Linked DNA regions of Hordeum vulgare: region 2 is linked to region 1. Evidence: chromatin contacts called from public Hi-C data. All regions are on one chromosome and are shown on one strand. The core of a region is the stretch at or near the end of the contact, and the rest is flanking DNA. Distances in the headings are between cores, read along the strand shown. Region 1 holds the start of LOC123410222 (beta-glucuronosyltransferase GlcAT14B-like). Region 2 holds the start of LOC123409988 (lysine-specific histone demethylase 1 homolog 2).

Region 1 (6,834 bases), core at 3,026-5,525:
AACAGAATACACACATAAGCTTGAAAAAATCATGAATTTTCAATTGTACATATAGATCATAGTTATAAAAACCAGACTGGACCGGCGGTTCAACCAGAAAAACCGAGAATTGGCGCCTTGGCCGGTTTTCTAAGTGTATATTGGTCTTTTAGTAAAGAAACTGAAAAGTATTTTAAGAAGGTGCGTAAACCAGGGATCAAACTCAACCTTGAGGCAAGGCACCCTAAAGGCCAAATAACAAACTGGGCTAACAACACTTTATGATTTATTAACGGCTTACATCCAATATTATGTATATTCATTTGATGTGAGGTCACCCCCTCAAAAAAAATGATGTGAGGTCAAACTCATGAAAAATTACCTTAAATAATTTATTTTATTTTTTCGCAAATAAACCAATGAACAAGCGGCCCGATCAGTAAAAACATGTGGCGACACTCACTGGTTTGTTTTTTAACTATGATATAGATGTGCACTAAATCTATGTAAATTTTTATGAAGATACAAGTTTATTTGTGGCCTACAAAAAAGATAAATATGTGAATATAATTGATTTTGTTGGGGATATTTTCTTTTTTCCTTTCTACCATATTCCAAGTATATATAGTACAAATTGGATATGTTCTTTCTTGTTTCTTGTGAACAAGTTGCAACAAGAACACATAAGAAAATTCTTGACCAGAGAAAGAACAGATGATACAAGGATTCATTTCTTGTTTGGACTACAGTAAAGATTGTAGAACTGAAAATGAAGTATTCCACAGTTGTTACTTTCCATGAGATGGTAGTGCGTATCGTAGTATGAACATCACCATTTCAACATTTTCCTTGGTCAGAATGTTGCACTCATCAGCATTGTTCATTTAAGTGGAAGGGGTCAACCTCTTTCATTTACAAGCAGGCAATCAAAATTATCCTTTACTTCTGGGAACATACCAGTCTCTCTTTGTTTGATCGTATGAGAGAGTCGAGCAGCTGCCGTTGCGGTAATCCCATGACAGCACCTTCTTCATCAAGCCACGCAGCCTGTCAGCGCCTGGACCAGGCTCTAAAACAGAGTCTTCCTTCCTAGACAAGCAAGGGTCAGCCCCTCCCTCAGAGCTCCCATTACACCATGCCCCAGGAGTGAACTGGCCTTCAGAGCGGTGCAGAAGCTCACGGTCGATCCTGTCCAAGACCTTGTCTTCCTTTGGAAACTTCCGCGCAAAGGGCGCGCCACTCTTGACCATGTTGTTTAAGTCCTTCATGGAGAGGGTCAGTGGATGCTGTTTTGCAGGGTAGTCCCAGGCAATGTAGTGCAGGTCATGACCAACTGCAGTGCCCTGAAACTCATCAGAGTTGCAGATCACAGTATGGAAATAACCTTCTGGTGAGGAGATGAAGTTGACATAGTACATCAGGAGGGTACGTGGGAGATTATCCCAACCCCATATGCAGTACTCCAGGAAGGATTTCGTGAGCATTATCCAAGCAGAACCTGACGATCACAACAGAGAGGGCTGTCATGTTAAGATGCACTAGGAAGTGTCTTATCAACAAGAAAACATGATTTAACACTCAACAGACAGCATGACCACCAGTTATAAAGTTGCACATATTCACATCCTTACATTATACACAAAAACTTTTGTTTTTCCATAGTACTATTAATTCAGTATGTATCCCGGGAGAGGTGTTTTGGCTCCCGGGTGCATTTACACCCGGATGAGCAGTACCCCGAAAAATAATAGTAAATGTTTTAAAAAAAAACTGAAATTTATTGTAAATGTTTGTGTTACTGTCTCAAACATGCTTGACAATTTTCATGTGAAACGGAGCACTGGTGTTTCGTCGGTGAAAAAAACAAATTTGGGTGTGACATTTTGGGGTAACAATTGATATTTAATTTGTTTTGTTTTTTTTGCACAGGCCAAAATGCTTAACCTTTTTACCTAAAACTTGTCAGGTAGCATTTGGATGTGACAAAGAACACGTAATATTTTTGTTGGAATTTTTCTGACTTATTAGAATTCATTTTTCATGGGCAGGAGCACGTGCTACCGGGAGCCGAATTGCATTTCCGCTTGTTTCAAATACTTTTGACCACAATACCTCCAGACTGATATGCCAATACAACAAACAGAAATAGCCGCTGTTCTTCTTTATGCAAAAGGTACAACTTGAACTAAGAGCCTATAGCAAGTGTAAAAATTAAGAGCATAATTGAATAAATTTAAGCAAGTGGTTCTCAAAGGCCGCATGTATGCCGGCTGCCACACAAATGTACTGGTTTATGGGTAGAAATGTAGAATTGTCAATAATGAAATCAGAACGCAGGTCCTACCAGTATATAATTTGAAAGATGTTGGCAGTTCTCGCCGCTCAGTAGTCGTAGAAAGGTCAAACTTTTTTGACAGATAAAGCCCTGGGTCCAGAACTATGGGTTTTGCTCTTTGGATCCTGTGATGAAAGCACACAAACATCAGAAAAGCCAAAGTAGTTTGCGAAGGATAAACAGAGCTAGAGAAAATTAACGTGAATCAAAATACAAGTGTTTACACCATTAAGAAAATGTACCTTTTCCATCCAGATATTTGCATGTGCTCTATAAAATTAAGATTTCTTGGCAAAGACGAGAAAACATGAAGTATATCTGTACAGAAATAATAGCAGTTAACTACTCATGGAGTATGCAATAAATTAAGTATATCAGCACAGAGATACTGTCAGCTCACACTACAAGTACACTGCCATCAGTAGTTGCTGTTGATTTAGTAAAATTTTAAACGAGCACTGCACACTGGCACTTCACCCCCTATAACTTATCCATGGCCTCTATCCTCTAGGTATCTACGAAAGTGATGCTTCGCGACACTTACAATCTTTACTCAATGAGGAGTCTATCCTCTGCACAAGTGATGATAATGCAGAAGATATCTAGTTATGCTAGTCCAGGCTGCAGCGGAATTGCGACATATATGCCCCCGATGCCCACATGGCATGAATGATTTCAATCTTATGACATGATATTGTTACCCAACCCATTCCGCAGTGCAACATCTCAGACAACAGGAGTAAAGTCTCGGCAGGTAAATCAAGGAAATTGCCATGTTATCACATTGGCTGGTTTGTGTTTGCCAATCATGAGAATGCAGCTCCACCTTCCATTTAGTTGCTCAATTGCAGGATAATAAAACTGGAAATGTTGAACAAGAGCACTAACCATCTTGCGTCATGAGGGGATAATCTGAGGCGCTGAGGTTGATGAACCAGTCCCACTCCAAGCCTTCCTTGAGGAGGATCGCCACGGCGTGGAGCGTGCAGGCGACCATCGTCGGCCCCTTGTACGTGACCAGGTTGCCCTTGGCGATCACCCGCACATTCCCGACCTGGCTGAACATCGGGTCCCCCTTGACGTACATGGCCAGGTCAATCCTCTCCCGTGGCGGCGCCTCCAGATCCAAGTGCAGGATGTACTGGTTGCGCGGGTGGTATATCGCCTGCAGCACCCTCCGCATCCGCAGGCCGTCGCCCTTGGTGCCCTCGAGGAGGTACGCCAGCCTGGGCGGCTCGGCGTCGGAGTCGTCAGAGTTCACGGCGGCGTTGTCGGGGTTGTCGTTGTCGTCCAGCAGCCGGTCCTTTGCCTCGGGTTCCACTGACTGGCTGCTGTCCCGCTGCGACGGTGAGCCTCCGTCGTCCCAGTCGGTGAACGAGACGACGTCAAATAGGAAGGCGTCGTCGCCGGCCAAGTAGGGCGGTGAGAAGAGGCCGCAGGCGGCGGCCAGGAAGAGGGTGACCGACACGAGGAGGCTCGCGATGAAGGGGAGCAGCCACCGGCGGTCGTTGAAGGGCCTCCCGGGACCGGAGTTGAGGCCACAGCTCTTCCTCATTTGCTCGTACGCATTCAACTAGGACACCGCACCGATGAAGGGGGGGCGCGCACGACTCCAAATTCAAGGCTGTGCTTCCGGAATCGCTCTAGCTTGCGCACCTACATTCGCAAATCACGTCAAGAACAGTGAGTAGACTCCAATTTCTAGCCATCCTTCACACTTCAACAAATCCCCAATTCCTAAATCGGCATACCTGCGCTCCCGTGACCCCGCCGGGTGCCGCGTCACCGCCGTACGCTGCCTCCTGCGAGAAACCGGCCTGAGGGATCCAAATTGGTAGCTCCGTCCGTCTCCACGCTTTGGTCGGAGCAGCAGGCTGGAGTGGTTGAGCTCGGCAGCGTACAGCACTGGCAACACCACATTTTCCTCTCTTTCTTTTTTTTTCTATCGAGGAGGAGGAGCGCAAGACGAGATTTTCCTTTTTTTCATCTTTTTAGTAGGGCAACACGAGGTTTTCATTTTCACCATAAGAAAAGCCTCAGGACTGTGAGACACGGCACACATGAATTTTTACGTAGAAATTTACGAAAAAGATAAATTCATTTTTTTAGAATAATTACACCGGCTTTTACATCAAAATGATGTACGCAGGTATTTTATTAACAAAAATACCCATCAAGTATGTAGTTCAAGAACTGGAATTTTTTTTTAAATAAATACGGCCATAACCAGCACAAATAGAACTAGATGATTATACACATAGCATATTATTGGACAATCATCTTAATTGATTGTAGGATATATGTCTCTATATCGAAATATATGATTTTGTAGGGTAATTTAGCCTAAACACGTCATATAGTGTGATATGGAGGGGGATATTATATTATTACATTTTTATATTATAGATGTTATTTTATATTATTTTATGGACTGAGCGGTTAATTTAGTGTCAAGTGTCAGTTCTTGTTTTCTGCATATTTTTGTTTCGCAAAACCATACTTACCGAAACCAAACATGATATGACTTTTGATGATTTACAGTAGATCCTAGAAGCTTTGGGAGGAGGCAAGAAGACCCGCGAGGGGCCACAAACAAGTGGGGTGCACCCTAGGGGGTAGGTGTGTCAGGGAGGCTTGTGGTCCCCTCGTGATCCGTTTGACTTTATTTTTGGCCTATAAATTCCTAAAATATTCAGGAACCCTCGAAGCAAGACCCGAAACAATTTATTGTCGCCGAAAGCCTCTGTTCCACCGCAACCCCTTCTGGAGTCCTTTATCGATACTATGTGGAGAGGGAAAATCATTGGTGAGGCCATCTTCATCAACCTTGTTGCTTCCATGATGATGTTTGAGTAATTCCTAAAGGACCTACGGGTCCATACAATAGCTAGATTGCTTGCTCTCTCTATTTTGATTTTCAATATAATGATCTTCTCTAAGATCAGTCGGATGTAATATTTTGCGATGTGTTGGTTGGGATCCAATAAATTGTGGATTTATAATCAGATTATTCATAGAGATATTTTGAGTTCTTTAGCCTTCATATTTGCCTAATTTTATAGATTTCTATTTCTTTCCGATCTACGTGTCTAATTTGATCAAGTTTGATTGATTTATCTTCTACGGTAGAGGTGCTTTGTAGTAGGATCAACCTTGCGGTGACCCTGTCGAGTGACAGGAAGGAAAAGGGTGCGTATTTGTGTGGTTGCTACTTAAGGATAAAAATGGGGTTTGATCATATTGACTGGTCTTACTTGGTGTACATTATGTCATCTTGATTATTGTGTTACTCTATTTATTATGAACTTAATACTTTCATATGCATGCTAGATAGTAGTCTTAGAGTGAAGTAATAGTAATAGACGCAAGTAAGCTTAATGCTCTACTTATTACCAACGTAATGCCTATGCAATTATTAAGCCATGAATGATGTTTACAACAATGCATAGTTTGTTCAATTACCCAACAATAATTTTTTTACCCTTCATTATTCTACTTTCGAGAGAGATGGCACTACTGAACTGCTACGTCTCCAATGTACCAACAATTTATGAAGTATTCATGCAATATTTATCTGAGTTCTACATGATTTTGGTGCACTTTTATATGATTGTTGGAAACTAACCTATTGACCTAGTGCTAGTGCCAGTTTCTATTTTCTGGCTATTTTTTGTTTTGCAAAATATTCATACCAAACAAAGTCCAAATTTTCCACGAAATTTTATGGTATTTTTTCATGGACCAGAAAAGACCCACGGAGACTTGGAGATGTACCATAGGATTGTCGGGGGAGTCACAAGCCTGGGTCCCCCCAAGAGCGCGCACCCTGAGCACGTCGGTCCCTCATGCACCCCTGGCGTGAAACCGATGATGAAAATTCCTAAATATAGAAAGTCCATAAACAACCCGAGAACTTCCGCTCTGTCTCCGCAAGCCTCTATTCGGAAGCAATCCCATCTGGAGCCCTTTTGAAGTGCCCTGCCAAAGGGGTCATTATCACAGGCCATCTTCATCATCTCGGTGGTCTCCATGACTAGTAGGGGGTAGTTCACCCTCAGGGCTGAGGGTACGTACCAGTAGTTATTTGTTTGATCTCTCTCTCTCTCTCTCTCTCTCTCTCTCTCTCTCGTGTTCTTGATTTGGCACAATCTTGATGTATCACGAGCTTTTTTAATAAGTTGGATCGTATGGTGTTCTTCCCTCTCTATCTTGATGTGATGAATTTAGTCTTTCCCTTTGAGGTTTTGTTATGTTAGATTGAATATTTTAGATTTCATAACACTTGATGTATGTCTTGCACGTGGATACCTGTGGTGACAACGGGGTATTCTGTTGAGTCACTTATGTATGTTTTGGTAATCAACTTGCGGATTACCGAGGTGATAATGGGTTAATGTAGGCACATAGGTTGATATAGGTTTTCATCCTACTTTCCCCGATAAAAACTTTGGGGTACTCTTTGAAGTTCTTTGTGTTGGATCGAGTATGAGGAATCTAAAATTGTTCGGTGTTATTGTAGT
Region 2 (7,736 bases), core at 2,258-4,757, 200 kb after region 1:
TAGAAGGAGAATGAGCTCTTACATTCCGTTTTCCAAATTCTTTCTTATCAAGGCTTAGCTTATTCCTATCAATTTCTTCTATCAACTTAAAATCGTCGTTGCAAGCGAAGCAAGCCCTTGGGAGAGAGTACTCAATTCTATGCTCAGAAACCAGCAAATGAGGCACCTCGACAAAGTCCATGTAAATTATGTGAACAAACCACAAAAATGACATTTGTGAGCCAACCTGTTATAGACAGATACTAGAGTGAAATAAATGAAAGGAAATAGAGAAAGCAGCAAGCCCATGGGCCATACACAAACATTGGCACACAACCGTCAATCCAGAAGGCAGTTTTCCCTTCATTCCTCTTCTTTTAATACTTCTTGACCTCATTCAGTGCGGCAACCAAGAAATGCTCATCCCAAGAAAACTCATTGATCTTGTCCATGTCAACCAAGCTCGCAAGATACTCTAGAGGAACCATGTTGCCAGTACCAGGACATAGCACGAGAGCAATACACAATAGTACCCAGGTCCTGTTTATAGTAACAACCTCAAGAACATCTGCACCCTTAAGCACTTCGATAGTGCGCCTCGTTGGGGCCCTCAACCCTACTCGATAGGGTTCACGCAACATGTGTGGCTCATTCCTCTTCAACAACTCCAATGACCTTGACCCAGAAGGTACATTGATTTTTTTTCACACCATGTCCTTTGTAAACAATATGGAGTTCCTTTTGTGACTGCAGCAAGTAGATAAAACAACTAAGCCTATAAGAAACAAAACCTATTGCAACAAAAGGTAGGAAAATATGATATTCAAGAGGGATCTGTTTGAGTTGCATACCTAAGCAACGCCTTCTCTGGATCAATTTTCATGACTACCCAATCCAGCAGATTGACGGGTACATAAAAAGAGTTGATATTCAAGATGGATCCAAAGCTGCCTTTGCATATAGCTTCCTTTTTTTGACTGAAGATCCGCAATCTGGCGCAAGCGGATGGTGATAAACGTGTTGAGAATGACCCATCAGCAGCAGGACATTCGTCGTCGTCCATTCTGCAATACAGAAGAAAGAACAGAAACAAAGTTATAAAAACACTAAAATTGAAAAAAAATCCTATTGCAGCACAAAAAACATAGTTCTAACACCTACACTACATCCTTATAAGAGTTACTCCACTAATTTCACTTAATCTGAATAAGCATGACTATTGCAACATGACTATTTAACTCAGACTCAATAACAAACCAAATTTAACATGACTATTGCAACAAAAAAATTAATGTGTATTTAATGGGAAATGTGATAAATGTACGTGAAGATAGCAAAACAAGAAGTCTACAAGTACACGCTAAAAATTCAAGCTAACAAAAAAACACAAAATTCAGGCTAACCAAAATTTTGACTAAAATGTATGAGTTATGCTGCATTGCCACTATTGGTTCCATTTCACTCCTCAAGAACACCAACAACATGATCATAATGACTACAAGTTCCTTAGGGTTCCTAAAACTTTAGCTACAACTTTCTATGTGAAAACTCTAACGACCACCACCAGACCAGTCCCCCCACCCTCTAAACATGGAGTTCTAGTAGATGCTGCAACACCCGGTGGACGCCGAATTTTTGTCATGAAGCCACTGCGGGCGCGAGATCCTTGACGAGCTCAACCCCAACCCCAATCATCACTACCACCCCTCCTACAAGGCAACTCCGATGAGCCAGATCCACACACACCATAGGTCCTCCACCCTCTCTCATCTTGAATGAACCCATTTCCGCGAAGAAGCAACACATCTATAACACGAACCTGAGCTCTCGGTCGTCGGTGGCCATGGAGTGCGACGATGATGCGCGGGTCCTCACTCCCTTCGTACCCGCCGGCAACGCCGCTCCTTTGCCTCACTGCCGCGCTGACCGTCACAACCGCAGTTACCGGATCCAGGTGGAGGGGGAGGGGAGAAGAGAGCAGAGGGGAACGACCAGAAAGGAAGGGGCGAGCCCGAGCTGAGCTGCAATTGGGAAATCAGGGATACCGACTCAAAATGTTCTTCCAATTTGTGACTTTGACATGCTATTCACTTATGTGTGTGGGGGCAACCAGGAGCTATGGATGACACTAGTGTGTTATACAATGCAATAAGTGTTGATGAAAGGTTCTTCCCACACCCTCCAAAAGGTAACATTTTAGCATATGATCATACAATTCACTAATTGTTTAAATATCAAATGTTTGTACAAGAAATAGATGATATCATTTCCTTCTTTTATAGGCAAATATTATGTTGTTGATGCGGGATATCCCAATCGTCCGGGATACCTAGCTCCTTATAAGGGTGAGAAGTATCATATGCCAGAATGGCGTAGAGGTATGGAGCCAAAAACTCCAACGGAAAAATTCAACCGAGTCCATTCATCTATCCGCAATGTCATTGAGCGATCATTTGGAGTGCTAAAAATGAAGTGGCAGATTTTGTATATGATGCGACCGTACCCGATGTTCAAGCAAAAAATGATCGTTGTTGCTACTATGGTCCTTCACAACTTTATTCGTGAGCATAACAGCGAAGACTTGGACTTTTCTCGGTTCGACCGTGATCCTCATTATGTGCCTACAATACCGAACAGGTATAACAAATTTGTTGCTGCCTCTGATAGATCTACAACGGAACCGGATGCTCCGACTATGGATACATTCCGTAATGAGTTAGCCACCGCTATTGCCGATGGTTGGAACTAGATTTCTACTGTTCAAGATGGTTCGGGTTTTATTTGCATTTTTTTTTCTTCGAGGGAGTAGAACAATTGTATCGTTGGACATTCATGTTGATCTTTTTAATTATGTATCGCAATAGTTCACATCATTTTACAATAGTTCACTTAAATCTTATGCCATCTTTTTATAGTTGCCATTTATAGTTCACTTAAATTTTATGATAGATCTACAAGACTTTAAAAAATATCTCAAGGCGCATAAATATTGGGCCGTCAAAACATTACGCATAAAAAATAAGGGCAGAATAAACTATTTCCATCAAATACTACTGTTTTTAAAGTTGGAGCTAGCTGCAAGCCAAACAGTATAAAACTGCTTCAAGGTAGAGCTACAACTCCTTGATGAAACTGCTCTAAAATAAAGTTGATGGAGTGAAGCTGAATTTTTTGAAGTGGAGTAGTCTCAAACAGGCCCTTAACGTACACCGATGACACGCTGCCGCTTCCGTGTTCCGTCTTTTTCTCTTCCCACGTCAGGACTCCATTCTCGTATAACCGAACGGTGGGGACACATGACATGAAGGCAACTTTACAGGAAAGTCAACCTCCTTTTACTCACCTCACAGAATATGAACCACCCTTAAACTGACAGCAGGCCGCCGGCCCACGTCATCCTCCTCTTTCGGCTTAAGCCCGCACGCGCACCTTGGCCCTCTTGGGTTATTGCGACGGCTGGGCCTGCCTGTCAGTGAAACGCAATAAAGTCATTTTCCCCCAATTCCCACCCACCTTCTCCCCCGAAAGCCCAAACTGGCGGAGCCGAGCAATCCCAAACCCCAACCCCCCACACGACCCTTCCCGGCGATGTCGCCGTCGCCGCCGCCGCCGCCGCCGCCGGGCCGCCCGCGCCGTGCGGCGTCGGCGCGTCCGGGTTCGTACGACGAGTCGCTGGTCGACACCGAGCTGCAGGCTTACCTTGGGAACTCCCCGTCGCGGCGCATCCGGCGCCTGCGCCGCCTCTCCCCGGAGGAGCGCCAGCGCGAGACGGAGACAGAGGCGCTCATTGCGCTCTCCCTGGGCTTCCCCATCGACGCCCTACTCCCCGCCGAGGAGGCCATCCTCGCGGACCCCGACGCCGCCGCCCCCAACGACTACATCGTCGTCCGCAACCACATCCTCGCCTCCTGGCGCGCCGACCCGCGGGTGCCGCTCCCCCGCGCGCGTGTGCTCGAGACCGTGGCCTCGAGCTACGACCACCTAGTCGCCGCCGCGCACGGCTTCCTCACCCGAGAGGGCCACATCAACTTCGGTGTCTCGGCTACCTTCCCCGCATCCCCTCCCGCCGACGCGCTCCATGTCCCAGCCGCTTCGGTCCTCGTCATCGGTGCTGGCCTCGCCGGGCTCGCTGCCGCGCGGCAGCTTCTTCGATTCGGCCTCCGCGTGCTCGTCCTGGAGGGCCGCGCCCGCCCTGGCGGCCGCGTTTACACCTCCCGCCTAGGCGGGGGGCAGGCCGCCGTTGAGCTTGGCGGGAGCGTCATCACTGGCATCCACGCCAACCCGCTAGGCGTGCTCGCCCGCCAGCTCGGGATTCCTCTCCACAAGGTGCGTGACCGCTGCCCACTGTACCACACTGACGGCCGGACCGTGGGCACCAGACTAGATAGAAGTATCGATTTGGTGTTCAATACGCTTCTTGACCACGCCACTAGGCTGCGGGAGTCTCTCAAGGAAGCCGCAGAGGGGATCTCGCTAGGGGAAGCGATCGAAAGGCTGAGAAGGTTGTACAATGCGGCCAAAAGCGAGGAAGAGAGGGAGGTTCTGGACTGGCATCTGGCAAACCTTGAGTTCTCCAATGCTGGTTGCTTATCGGAGCTCTCTCTGGCGTACTGGGACCAGGACGACCAGTTTGAGATGGGTGGAGATCATTGCTTCTTGGCTGGAGGGAATTCGAGGCTCGTACACGCGTTATGTGATGGTGTACCAGTGTTGTATGAGAAGACGGTGAAGCGTATTGAACATGGAGTAGATGGCGTGAGCATCACGGTGGAAGGAGGGCAGGTTTTTCAGGCGGACATGGCGCTCTGCACTGTTCCGCTTGGTGTGCTCAAGAGTGGGAGCATTGTGTTTGACCCACAGTTACCTGAAAACAAGCTTGGAGCGATCCAGAGGTTGGGGTTCGGTTTGTTGAACAAAGTGGCTATGGTGTTCCCATCTGTATTTTGGGATGAGGAAATCGACACATTTGGGTGTTTGAATAAGGAGACCAGCAAGCGTGGGGAATTCTTTCTCTTCTACAGCTACCATACTGTCTCTGGTGGCGCAGTACTTGTTGCACTTGTGGCGGGAGAGGCTGCTTTGGAGTTTGAAAAGGTTGATCCTGTTGTCACACTTCATCGGGTACTTGGCATTCTTCGAGGTAATCACCACTAAAATTAACAACCATGGTCATGGTGTTATCATAAGTTTAGTAAAAATCTTCGATGAACGTTGGGAGTTAGATCATCTATTTGTAACAATATGCGGAAAGCCATTTCAAAAAATACATGAATGCGTGTTGCTCATTGCACTTGTGTTTGAGTAAACACTAAACAAAGTGCGATGAGCAAGAGAGAGGCAAGATAATTTTGAGTGGAAGCTTCAAAATGATGTGTATATTTTGTTAATCCGTATGAAAAATTAGTTTTGAAACACATGAATGCTGTATACCTGCTTCACACTCTATTCCTTGGTGGGATAGGTGGTGATTTAAGACCAGGATTAAACAGTACTCCCTCCGTTTGTAAATATAAGTCCTTTTAGAGATTTCAATACAGGCTACATACGGATGTATATAGACGTATCTTAGATTGTAGATTCACTCATTTTGCTCCGTATGTAGTCCGCATTAAAATCTCTAAAGAGCCTTATATTTAGGAACGGAGGGAGTAGAACAAGTAGTGCGTGTGATTATGTTGTAATCATTGTCACCACACCGTTCCATTGAAATGTCGTTTTTGTCTTGATTTGAATTGTGATTTATATAGTAATAAAACAATTTTTTTGGACTTATTAGGAGGTGCAATCAATTGTCTAGAGTATGGATGTCATTTGTTAGGAGCCATTACCTGCTTCCTGTTAGGGGAGTTTCCAATTACAGCATCTTCAATGCTCCTAGGTATAGGTGCTTAACATTTGTTTTGGCACGACACGTGGGCAGACAATATGTGAAAAGTTAAGAATTGGTCCTTAAGCATTTATGCTTATATGGTTGTTTGTGAGTTGTGGGGGAGTATCTAGCTACCTATAAGCACAGATGCTTGCATTGGTCATTTCTGGATTAGCTTATCAAATGGATGCTTAATGATATGATAACAATAACAGGGGTTATGCAATAGGAGCTTATTAGGGGGATACATGCAAATTCTTTCTTGAAATATTTGCTTTGTTTTACTTTTTATAATAAGCACTGGAATGATATTCATGATTTTTTTGCAGGTATCTATGGCCCAAAAGGCATTACTGTGCCTGACCCCATTCAATCAGCTTGTACAAGATGGGGTAGTGATCCTCTTTGTTGCGGTTCATACTCTCACATCAGAGTTGGGTCCTCTGGAACGGACTATGACATTCTTGCTGAGAGTGTCAGTGAAGACCGGCTCTTCTTTGCCGGAGAAGCAACGAACCGTGCATACCCTGCAACGATGCATGGCGCCTTATTGAGTGGACTAAGAGAAGCTTCCAGAATTCTCCGGGCTTCAGAAAGCAGAGTGGATTCTGATCATAAGAAGTATGCTCTGCAGAAAAGCCTTAGACCTCCTGATGGCATCCTTGAAGATCTTTTCACGGAGCCAGATCTTCAATTCAGTAGATTCTCATTCGTGTTCTCCTCTATGACACCCGATGATCCACAGTCTATGGGCTTGCTCAGGATTACACTTGAGAATCCCCGTTTGGAAGGGGACCAAAAGAATCAGGAGTCTGCAGCCGAGAAGGAGGCTCACCAGAAAGCCTTCCACTTATATGCCGCCGTCTCTCGAGAGCAGGCCAGTCAGCTGCAACTGGCAGGCGACGATGATCGAGGTAGGTTAGAGTTGCTATGTAAGGATCTTAGTGTAAAGCTGATGGGCTACGACAATACGTGCGATACAGGCAACTCTCTGATTTTAAGCATCCAGAGCGCTCAGAAAGCCAGGAAGAGGCAGCAGCGCCCCAAGGACTTCAAATTCTGACATCGATTGTAGAAGAAAACAATTCTTAGGTAGGATTGTTTTGTAATTTAGTGTTGTACAAATTCAGACATTGGGGCCATCCAAGATCCCACCGTGCTGCGCTCCTAGTTGTAAATTGCAACATCTGGGTTTGGGTTCAGTAGATTAGACCTGGGATGCAAATGGCATGATCAGTGGATCCAGTGCACTGTAGATTTTTTTTCTTTGAGGGGTATGCACTGCAGATAGTAATGTTTTCTTTCTTGTCAATGTGGCTAATAATTCCAGACGTCCATTGTCACGCTGACCATGAGCAGCCATCATTCGTGCAAACAATCATTAGAATTAAAAATATAGGCTTTAAATAAACTTATCACAAGAAAAACAACAATTAACTCTTTTTTTGTGGTGGCATAATTTTTCTTAGCATTATGAGCACGAGTAGCATAACAGATAATTTAGTTTCTTAGAGCAACTCCAAGCTGCGCTATCTAAGCGGCGCACCGAAAAGATAGCGTTTTAAGTCGCCCGCTGGAAAATCTGTTGCGTGCGTGGAGCAAAATGTCATCGTGCGCTAGTTATTTTGGAAGTCCGTTCTCGCGTGGAGCAAAATGTCATCGTGCGTTAGTTATTTTGGATGTCGGTTCTCGCACGCGCAACATAACAATTTCTCCCGCCCCGCCTGTGCACCGTCGTCGGAGAAATCGACCGATGGAGTGCGCCGGCGACATCCCCTCACCCCTCCCTACACCTGCGACCCTTCCCCGTCGCCGCAAATCCTAGCATGGGGCTGAGCATCACCGTCGTCAACGCCGATCCTCCAAGCCGCGTGGAGCAAAATGTCAT

What was found. A called contact is a pair of places that touch in the nucleus more often than the background predicts.
Region 2: a Hi-C map of leaf shows a contact between it and region 1, with 2.6 times the contacts expected there. The contact joins the promoter of LOC123409988 here to the promoter of LOC123410222 in region 1. A contact is called at or near these places in 3 of 6 Hi-C or Micro-C datasets (leaf and seedling) and 1 of 1 datasets of contacts at active chromatin or transcription factors (embryo).

What each region holds. Positions count from the first base shown.
Region 1 is chr7H:399,215,840-399,222,673 of MorexV3_pseudomolecules_assembly, forward strand. It overlaps LOC123410222 (beta-glucuronosyltransferase GlcAT14B-like), which reads right to left and starts at 4,276. Exons shown (of 5, transcript XM_045103129.1): 1 at 4,066-4,276; 2 at 3,203-3,970; 3 at 2,557-2,632; 4 at 2,324-2,439; 5 at 798-1,477. The coding sequence starts at 3,869. The coding sequence ends at 912.
Region 2 is chr7H:399,416,331-399,424,066 of MorexV3_pseudomolecules_assembly, forward strand. It overlaps LOC123409988 (lysine-specific histone demethylase 1 homolog 2), which reads left to right and starts at 3,508. Exons shown (of 2, transcript XM_045102859.1): 1 at 3,508-5,119; 2 at 6,178-7,197. The coding sequence starts at 3,568. The coding sequence ends at 6,911.